2 separate regions of the Mus musculus genome follow, and region 2 is linked to region 1. Evidence: chromatin contacts called from public Hi-C data. All regions are on one chromosome and are shown on one strand. The core of a region is the stretch at or near the end of the contact, and the rest is flanking DNA. Distances in the headings are between cores, read along the strand shown. Region 1 overlaps Slc16a12 (solute carrier family 16 (monocarboxylic acid transporters), member 12). Region 2 holds the start of Slc16a12 (solute carrier family 16 (monocarboxylic acid transporters), member 12).

Region 1 (5,247 bases), core at 1,515-4,014:
AGTTGAGATATGTGTATCCCTTACCTGTGCCATAGCATGATTTTATATGTATTAGTTAACTTCTATACACAGTTCTCAAACTGGTGAGTTTAACATCTGGGGTTCCTTAGGACTGGCGTATTATTGCTTATGGAACAGGGTTTGTGACACAGAGCAATGCCCTGTGACAGGGTAACAAACCATTCTACAGTAAAGTGTAAGAATGTTCCACTGGAAAGGAGATGTAATTTCTCAATATTTTAGGTCTCTCATATTGCCCCCCCCCCCCCCCCACACACACGGTTGAGACTAAATGCATGGATTTGGATGTCTGAGAACTGTGCTCTCAGCCACAATGTCACAACTAATTGAAGTGAGAACTAAATGAGCTGATGTGTACAGAAACACAATGTGTATGAAACAGGACAGGGTGGGTGGCGAGTGCCATTTAAGCACTAATGACTACTATGCCCTTCTGCTTTTGAGAATTGCTATGATTTATTACATCCCCATCAGCAGTCCAGTGATTTACTCACTTCATTAAGCCGGGGCTTCCTGTGTTTAGGGCAAGCTGACCTCAAAATTCATCATGATCCTAAGCCATTCTGCAGCATGCATGTGGCCACGAAGGCCTTATGCCTCTAAGCTACAGTCAGCAGGGACTCTGCAAACTTCTCCATGAATGAGCTGAAGGAATTTGTCACAGGCTGCATGTCTGAGTCTCCCAAAACCCACACGCTAAAGCCCTAAGCCTCAACACGACTGTGTCTGCAGATGGTGCCTGTGAGGAAGTCATTACAGCTAAATGAGGTCTTAAGGGTGGCTCTGGGTCTAATCGAATTAGTTTCCGTATGTGTCAGTTTGTTTCTCTTGTCAAAAACACAATGTCTAAGACATGGTAAGTGTCCTAGCTTCATTTGTATCGCTGTGAAAAATACTCTGACAAAAAGCAACATAGAGGCAGGAAAGGGTTTTTTGGATTTATAGTTCCAAGGTCATCATTTTGTCAAAGTCAAAGCAGAAATTCAGACAGCTAGTCATATTATATCCACAGTTAAGAGCAAAGAGAGAGTAAGCTTGCTCTTGCTAGCTTTCTCCTCTTTTACACCACTATCAAAGGAATAGCGTTGCCCACTATGAGCTGGGTCTTGATTCTAGCCTAGGGGATGGTGCTGCCCACTATGAGCTGGGTCTTCCTACGCCAATTAAAGCTCAAAACAACCCTCCATTAACTTGTCCATAGGCCAATTTAATCTAGATAATTCCTAAGCAAGACTGCTTTCCCAGGTGACTTTTGGTTGTGTCAAGTTGGCAATTAAAACTTACCAGCACAGTAAATTTTAAAGAAATAAGGTTTATTTTGGCTTATGGTTCTGGTCCAAGATGGAGGAGCTACAATCTAATGATGGCCTTCTTGTTTGTCGATGCACTATAGGGTGCCACGTAGTGATAAACAGAAAGTGTGAGAAGACCTAACTAAACCGGCTCTAGAGTAAACACACTCCCAAAGTAACTCACCTCCATATTAAGCCATTAATGGCATTACTGGCTGGATCCATTCCTGAAGGCAGAGTCCTAATTGCTTTCAAAGATCTCAACTGGCCCCATGTTTTAATAGCTCATAATGGGGATAACATTTCAGCATGAGTGTCAAAGGAAAATCTATGTCCAGTCATTGCACTTTGTAAGAAGAGATACTGGGGGGACTCAAGTTGTTCCTTCGGCTCATGCGTATGCTCCAAGGAAGGCCAGGTAAACAAGAAGGCACCATCTCTAAACCAGAGCGAGAAGCCGAGTTTTCTGGAACTTTAGTCATGGACCTCTGTGCTCCGGAATTGTAAGAAAATAAATTTCATTTGTCTCAGCCTTACAGTATATATATATATATATTTTTTTTTTTTTTTTTTTTTAAGCAGACTTAGTGGATTAATTGTAGACCCGGTCACACCTGCAGCCCAGCTTGGCATTCAGGCCAAGAAAATGCACCGATGTGTTTCCTTCTAGAAAGAGTGGGTACAAGCTGTTGAGGTTTCTGGGTCCTCCTTTTTCCTTTTTTCTTTTTGACTTGTGTTCGTTGCTGTTAGACTCTTAACTAGGGCTTTTCATACATGGTTATAGGTTTGCCTGTGATGTTCTCTATTGTGACAAGTTGATCATACATTAGTTGGGGTTGAAACCCATAAAACCAAGCCTGTTAGCATGGAATCCAGAGGAAAAGTTACTGGGCACTCCTCAGAGGAACGCTCCTGGGAGAAAGGAGGATGAGATGGGCAGAATCGAAGGCAGCCATTCACCAGCCTTTGTTGAGCTGTTTTAGTTGGTGTCAATCTTGAGGTACGAGACCCAGTAAACTAAATTTGCATAACTTGAGGACCTTTTCTGGATGCAGAGTGAGGACTGAGGAAACAAGTGGCTAGAGCCTGATCTGTATTCTTCAGTCATACAGATGGTTATTTGAAATCGAAATGTTCACTCTCCTCAGATTATGTTGCTTAAAGATTCGAAGCCTGCTGAGGCACTTGGGAAAGACAGGAGGACTGCTCCATTGTATAAAGATAAAAACAAGTCGGAGAGCTCTCGGGCATAATTCAAGCCTTACTGATTTCCATCTTGTGAACATTAACTTGTTCTTATCTCCTAGCCCCCAGTGAGCCCATTTCTCCACATTTTCTGACAAAGTTCATCAAATAAACCAAAGTGATTTCCTCCTGGGAGCCTAGAGTGCTAGGGAAACACAGCCTTCTCTATCTGTGAGGGGCAGCTGTCCTCAAGTGGACCTGTCCTCTGTGTTATTTACTTATCAAATATTGCATCACCCTGGGAGAGGAAAACAGTTTGAAAGATTCTAGTGAAAAGCCAGGCTGAGATAAGCCTTCTATTTTATTCATACACCACACACACACACACACCCCTACCTATGCACACACGTATTCCTGCCAAATGGGTTATAGCAAATCAAAAGCTGATTTTTTGAATTCTAAACTTGTATTTATTAGTCTGTCCTCTCTTTGTCTCTGTCTTTGTCTCTGTGTCTCTGTCTGTCTGTCTGTCTGTCTGTCTGTCTCTCTCTCTCTCTCTCTCTCTCTCTGTGTGTGTGTGTGTGTGTGTGTGTGTGTGTGTGTGTAGAAGGAGGGAAGCTCATGTGTACCATATCATGCATATGGAGTCAAAAGACAACTTGTGAGGCTAGGTCATTTGGGTTAGCAGGAATTAAACTCAAGTGGTCAGATGTGTGTAACAAATGTCTTTACCCACTGAGCCAACTATCACTGACCCTTTTTATTTATATGGCTGTTGTTTCAGACAGAGTCTTTCTTTCTGGTATGGACTATTTTGTCGCTCATTCTTTGACTGAGGCTTGGCTTAAACTCACAGCAATCCTCCTGTCTTCACCCTGAGTAGTAAGATTACATTTATGAGCTGTAATACTAGTTTATTTTAAGGTTTTAATTTTTGTAAGGCATGCACTTTTTATTGAGCTGGTCTCACGTCAATGTGCAGGAAAAGCTCTGGCTTCCTTGACTCTTCAATCTACTCTCAGGAAGACTAAAAGCCTTCAGACATCTCAAGTTGGGCACACAGAAAGGGCCATTAAGAATTAAGGAAAAGAAGTAGAACTCTTGGGTACAAAATTGACACAAAAGCAATATATTCACCTCCTCTGCATGGGTATAGACTAGGTTGCCACCCAGTGGGCAGCTTTTGGGACAGCCAGGAACTTCCAGTAGCCCTGTCTCTATATCATGGTTCCTTGGAATAGCTATTTTCAAGAAGTTCAATCCAAGCCCTCAGACACATTGCAGAACTTTGAGGATGCTTGCTCTAACCAAATGTGATCCCTTCACTGCTACAGTCTTCAGCCCCGTGTCAAAGTCATCGAATCAAAAACAACAACCCACAAATATTAAGATACTAGTAAATACCATGGCAGTGTCTCATTTTTTTCTCTGTATTAGGCACTGTCAAGAAAATTTGTAAAGCAGCTCCCCCACAGATTAGCTGGAAGCGTTTGTGGTGCAGGGCAGAGGGACCGCGCGCGTGTGATACCTTCAGGATATTGATCCATGTTTGCTGTAAGATGGCCAACAGGATCAGGTTGGAGTCGCCATCCATATTGAGAACCTGCTCCCAAGAAGAGTCATGGCCTTGATTTTCATTGTGCTGGGAGCTAGGGCAGTGGACTCCTTTGAGTGCTGGTAGAAAAGCCTGGGGAAATGGCAGTGCGGTCTAACAACATTGCTTTGGCATCGAGATACTTGGGGATGTGACGTCACATTTCATGATGGAATTGAAGGTAGTTTGTGAGTGATGTAGGATTATAAACCTGGAAAGAAAGGCTGAAAGAATACCTGGGATAGCAGATTGCTCATTGCCATGGTGATGACCTGGTGGTCCTGCGACTTGTAGCTCTACTCTGGGAGAGGTTGTAGAGCCAGATGGTTTCCTGCTCAAAATCCAGGGTGACTTAGTAAGCCTCTTGATCCCATGCTCAATCTTCACTCAGCCATGGTAGTGAAAATGTAGCCACGTTGGGTCAGTATTTTAGGAAGTAGTTTGTCAGGTCCCTGCCAACCAGGTCTGGATGCAAGATGACAGAGTGGGGCAGAGGGAAGCCCTTTTTGATGGGCAGTGTCGGTTACCCTGTTGCTGGAGTACATAGTGATGCCAATGGTAGACAGAGGTGACAGGGAGAGCGCTGCTTTGATTTATGTATATGGTTGGGGTGCCGAAGGTCTCAAATATGATCTGGGCCATCTTTTCACCAAAGGCTTTTTGGTTGGATGGTGAATGTCTCGGCTCTTCATAGGCATTTTAACTATGGTGTCAGATCTTCTCCTGGTCCTTCCAGTTGGTGGCAAGCTGGGGTCCATGGGGCATCTGAGGGTCAGGGTGCCTCTCTTGTTCTAGGCCTCATTGCCCGTATATGAGTCCTCCTGGCCCGTGCCCACCATCATGTCCTGGTTCCACAATGGCAGAGGGAAAACTGGGTTAAGGGAGCATTGTCACAGAAAAGCTAACCATGCAAATGTTGAAGTTGCTGCTGACAAAGTACCCAAAACACCATCCAGGGCAAGCTGGGTGGCAGGTGTGGACTGGAGGCGAAAGAGCAGAGAGGTCCTGTGCTCATGAGGTGGTTTTGAACGAATCAGTCTGGTTTTTTTGTTGTTGTTGTTGAGACAAAGCCTCACTAAGAAACTAAAAGGTTAGAATGAACTCACAGTTCCTCAGCTTTAGAGTGATAGGTTCAAGGTAAGTTCCATTACGTCT
Region 2 (5,247 bases), core at 2,013-4,512, 35 kb before region 1:
TAATATCACAATATAGCATCGTTATGTTACAGCAGAGCAGTGTGATATCATAGTGGAGCATTGTGATGGCACAGCATTGCATAGTGATGTCACAATACAGCCTTGTTATGTAAAATGCAACATTATGATGTCAAAGGCAGCACTATGATGATGGGGCTTTGCACTACCCATTTCTGCCAACGTTCACAATCCAGATATCCATGGCTCACTCACATTATCATTCAAGTCTGTGGTCAAACATCACATTTACTTAAGACCCACCTTGTGTTCATCATCTAAGTAATCACCGTGTCAGTGTTCCATCTTCACACCCTGCTTTATCTCAGAGCGCTTATCACCCTCTATATGGCGTTGTGTATTTCAACAGACCTTGCCTTCTAGTCTAGAAATAAGCTAAGTGAAGTCAGAGATGCTGTACCTGGGTCCAAGCTTCTTCTTCCTGCACAGTACAATGCTGTAGATTTTTCTGCTAAATAACTTGATTTGAGAACAGCCTATTAAATCGGTGACACTCTTAAGACTCCAGTTTGTTTGTTTGTTTGTTTGTTTGAGCTAAGGTTCTGTGTAGTCCAGGCTAGCATCATCCACTGTGTAGTCCAGGCTAGCATCCACTGTGTAGTCCAGGCTAGCATCCACTGGTAGGCTGACGATGTCCTTTAATGTCTGAGTTTCCTGCTTCTGTCTCACACACACAAGGAATGTGAGCATGCGGCACCATCACACCTGACTTATTTGGTGCTTGGATTGAACCCAGGACTTTGTGTATGGTAAATCGCATCCAACCAAGTGAGCTACATCAGAACCTGGCCTATTATTTTCGTGTATTTCGTGTATTTCTACATATTTCTATTTCATGTGTACTTTGTGGAGGTCGGAGAATAACCTGAAACAGTAAACTATTCTTTCCTTTCACCTTGCACGTCCCAGGAATTAACCTAATTTTCCCTGATGTTATCTTGTTTTGTCTTTTTTAAAGTCAAAGTTCTTCTTATATAGCCCAGACTGCACTCAAATTCGCCATCCCTATGCCGTAGCTTCCAAAGTGTGGCGATTATTGGCATGTACACATCACCAATTCCTAAGTCCCAAAGGTTAAAAAAGCCTGCTAGGGAGCATTCAGAGACAAACAAAATCTGAATACTGTCAAGGATAAAACAACAGAGACATTGCTCTTATAGCTCTGGGCTTTCCCAGCAGCCCTGTGAGTGGTGACTTTGAGGGAAGTCTGAAGATTCATCTTATTCCCCAGAACTTCTCAAAAGAACTGGTTGTCCTATATTATTGAAATAGAAGACAAGACCGATTTGCCCCTAAGAACAGTATTTAACTGGCAGAATGATTTTTCTCAAAGACAGAGTTCCCAAGCCTTTGACCTAAAGACCTCCATAGCCGAGGGCTCAGGGCTCACTGCTGACCCTGCATTTATGAGCTTATGATTAATGCTAATGAATTCTCCTTCTTGTGTGTGTTTTAAACACACATTTACTAATCCCTTAGATCTAAACTAGTTTCATACTAAGTGAAAATAGTCCTTAAATTCAGATTTAGACTTAGTGTGTAGGAAGGTCAACAGAGAGGGAAACAAACTTACAGAGAAGCCTGCAAGATGAGAAGGGCCTTAGCTAGGCAGGAATTTTGTTTGTGCAGTGCTGGGGATGGAACCCAGAGCTTCAGAAACATCTGTTTAAAAGTCTAGGGTGGAGCACTCGCTCCCTCACTCTACTCGATTGTTTTTAGAATGCCAGCACCAGGGCACTGACCTTGGAAGGACTGGGAGTTGAAGGCAAGCCTGGACTGAAAGACTCCGAGAGGAGCCCCTCGCTCAGGCCTCAGGACAATAGCGGACACCCAAGAACTCACAATAGACCAAGCTTGATGCAAACCACATGAGGCTTTATTGGGGAAAGCCAGAACTCTGGGGACGACTCATATCCCACGCAGGGGTAGAGGAGTGGACCCCGAGGGGAAAGAGGTCCCAGTTTTTATAGGCCCTCAGGGGAGAAAGGAGAAGGGGGGGGGGAGTAGGGGATTTCCAGATCTAAACAATGTCTATTCTCAAGAAATGGGTATGGGAGGGGTACAAGGAAAGAGTCTGGTGCAGGTGTAGCAACTCAGGATTGGCCGGGCTGTGGTTGCTGGGGAGATTTTCTGACTCTTTCTCAGCAAGCAATATCACAAACACCTGGCAATGGGCTTCATCAGTGGGCACACACTTGGGTTCAATGAACAGTCAAAACATTGGCAGACACACAGGTTCAAGGAGTGGCCAGAGCATTGTGCACCTCTATTTTTCTAAATCAGTGAAGCTAGTTCTGCTAACACTGACATCTATCTTGCCAATTCCAGGGCTTCTGTGTCCTTTTACATTCTGTCAGGATCTTTCAGGACCACATGGTATCACATGTTCTTCAAACACACAACCTTCGTGCCCAACAACAACAAATCCAAAGTACAATATTGCCTACTATTGACCAGTGGGTTCCCGTTCCTCTCAATTTTTCCTGAAAGCTTAATTTCTTTTCTAACTTTGCCGTTCGTCATAATCAGCCAGGACTTTTGTTGAAAAGAAGACATTTAGAGGTTGGCATTTCTAACCAGTTCCTAGCTTGCGTCCGTCTGAAGGACCATTCTGAATTGCGATAACTTCTATGAGCTTGAGTCTGACCTCGTCAGTTCAGAGACTTTGCTTTTGCCTAAAAGGATACCTGAGGGGATGGCTAGCCTGGAACCTGCAGCACACAGTGCCTCCTGGAGGGCGGGGCAAACACCATTTACCCCCCCCCCCCCAGCCCCAAACACACACACTGTTAATGAGCCTGTTAATGAACCTGTTAATGAACCCATTTTCTCCTCTCAGCAAGAGAGAGAAGCAAATGTTCTTTTATTTTATAGAGAAACTGAGACTCAGAGTTAAGTTGACTGCCCAAAGTCATGGGGCTTTGTGGGGCGAGTTGAACTCAAGTCTTTAGGACTGACTGATCTGTGTAATGGTCTGACCAGGGTCCCGGTCCTTGCAAGATGCACGTGCAGGAGACTTTGTACAGCTTCTACTCTTTGACCATGCAGGGACATATCTTTTTGAGAACACCCAGCCTTCTTTAGTGTAGGTCCCAGCTACACAAGACTGTTACAGAGAGAGCCCTGCAGTCCCCAGTGAGCTGGCTCACGACTCGCGGGCCTAAGCATTACATAACCTGGAGGCGCCCCTCCTCCCCGCGCCCCTCACCCGTGGTCAAGCCCCCAGCGCAGAGCGGATCCGGGGACAAAGCCCGTCCGCCGGCAGGGCAGAGTCACCCTCGGGGCTGCGGTGACTGAGAGCTTTGCTTCTCCGGGGCGGGGCGGTGGGATCTCCCTAGTGACAGTGTCCGGCGGGCGCTGCCTGCGGGCCCCGGCCCCTACGGCGCCTCCGCCCTGTGCGCTCCTCCGCCCCTCAGCCGGGACCGGACTCCAGAGCCGTGGGAAGGGGCCGCCGCGAAGGGGACATGTGGGCTCGCCGTCGCCAGCGTTGCAGCTGTCCCCGCGAGGTGAGCACCCGTGGGTCCCGGGATGTGGGCGGGCGGAGACCGGACAGAGGACAGCGGAGCGCACGCCGGAATCGGCGCTGTCCCGGTGCGGAAAGCTTTGCTTCTGTCCTTAAGGTTTCCCAACTCCGTAGAAACAGGTGGCTAGGAATCGAGATAGGGCAGCAGAGCTGGACCTAGACCTCGGGAAGGACGCAGGCGCTCCATTCTACATCTATCCCGGAGCTCAGCTGTGTCTAGATCCTAAGTCTGGCCACTTGTTGGGTTTAGAATGGAAGCACGTGCCCACTTGTCCTGTGTTCTGGAGTGTCTGGCTGGGTTTCCAGGCAGGTGGCTGCAGAGAGTGGCTTTGATCTGTGTCCTGTGATTTCCAGATGCGCATTTCCCAGGCAAGACAGACCGCCTTTCCCCCTGGGTTGTCCGGTGTTCTTGCTTTTTAACCCTCTCCTACCCACCAACCGTTTATTATCCTTAGGTGATCTCTTTAGAGCACACCGGCCTTCCCGTTTGGAATGAATTAAACTTAATTTCTCCAGTCGCTCCTTACCCTAAAGCAGCCAGCCCTGTATGTTTGGTGCAAACTGGTGATTCAGTGTTCTGGGCCACTCGCTTGCATTTTGTCTGGCCGCTGTTCTTCCCAGCTTTGCTGAGAGCTATGTGGGCATTCCAGCGTCTCTGCTAAACCTAGCCCAGAAGGAAAAAAATCTTCGGGCTTGCCAAGTTCAGGAAGACCCTGTGGCTACGGGTATTTGAGCTCACTAGCTGTTGAAATCTGCAGCTGCTGGCTGTGTAATTTCTCCCCCCCACCCCCACCCCCACCCCCAAGTCACACTAAACTACAGCTAATGGTGTGCTAGCCACCCGTGATGCCTGGCTTATGACTGTAGAAAGTGTGAGCTTTGGATACTGAGAGACTGGACACAATCACGTATTACTTACAGGATCTTAGAATTGAAATGAGTTTTAGAGAATCTATTAGATTCAAACCCTTCAGTTGAATAGCTTGGGAAGCTCAGAGCCATGTCTGCAAGGTTTGTTAAAACTTATATCTTTAAGTGTAGTTGGGACCAATATTGAAATCCAGGCTTTCTCCCTGTCGTCCTGGTCAGTGTTTAGGGTATTTTGCCTCTATGCATTTTAACAACAACCCCGGCACCATATGACTAGACCGGCCCAAGCATATAATTTTCTCATCCTTGTAATTACTCATCTGCTTTTAACCTGAGAGAGTTCTGAACTAGATGAGAGGTCGATTCAGTCAAACTGCCTTTGTTGTGTAAGTGTTAAAAGTTAAGAACACTTTAAACCTGGGATGATGGTACATGGCTGTAATTCCAGCACATCAGAGACGGGAGGCAGAGGACTCTTGGGAGTTCAAGATCAGCCTGAGCTACATAGTGACTGTCAGGCTAGTGAAGGCTACATAGGAAGACTCTATCTCAAAAAAAAAAAAAAAAAAATGGAGGGAAGAAAGGATGACAGGAAGAAAAGAAGGCACACATGGAGAGAAAGCAGGAAGGAAGCGAAGAAGGAGCCTCATGTTTAGGCAATGTTTAAAATTCTTCCCATATGAAGATGAATATGTGGATACTTCCCAAATAAACTCCCAGGAAAAGCAAGGATAAGTTGGAATAAGGTTCCTCTAGTGGCTCTGGAGTCCAGATTCTGTGCTTCTTCTGGTGATAAATGGCTAGTAATGAAGACATGATCTGAGTGATTTGCAATG

The links. Hi-C and Micro-C count contacts between places; a contact is called where the count stands out from the background.
Region 2: a contact with region 1 is called in a Hi-C map of liver, with 3 times the contacts expected there. A contact is called at or near these places in 2 of 39 promoter capture datasets (both in liver), 11 of 484 Hi-C or Micro-C datasets (the N1E-115 cell line, bone marrow-derived macrophages, liver and 1 more), 11 of 130 datasets of targeted methods (the NIH/3T3 cell line, a beta-TC-6 cell line, embryonic stem cells and 5 more) and 3 of 9 other capture datasets (adipose tissue, liver and pancreatic islet).

The regions. Positions count from the first base shown.
Region 1 is chr19:34,709,753-34,714,999 of GRCm38.p6, reverse strand. The region is part of intron 1 of Slc16a12 (solute carrier family 16 (monocarboxylic acid transporters), member 12); the gene reads left to right. It also overlaps the pseudogene Gm18425. Among named protein-coding and RNA genes, the nearest start is that of Slc16a12, 35 kb to the left of the region's middle.
Region 2 is chr19:34,745,343-34,750,589 of GRCm38.p6, reverse strand. It overlaps Slc16a12 (solute carrier family 16 (monocarboxylic acid transporters), member 12), which reads left to right and starts at 3,262. Exons shown (of 7, transcript NM_172838.4): 1 at 3,262-3,524.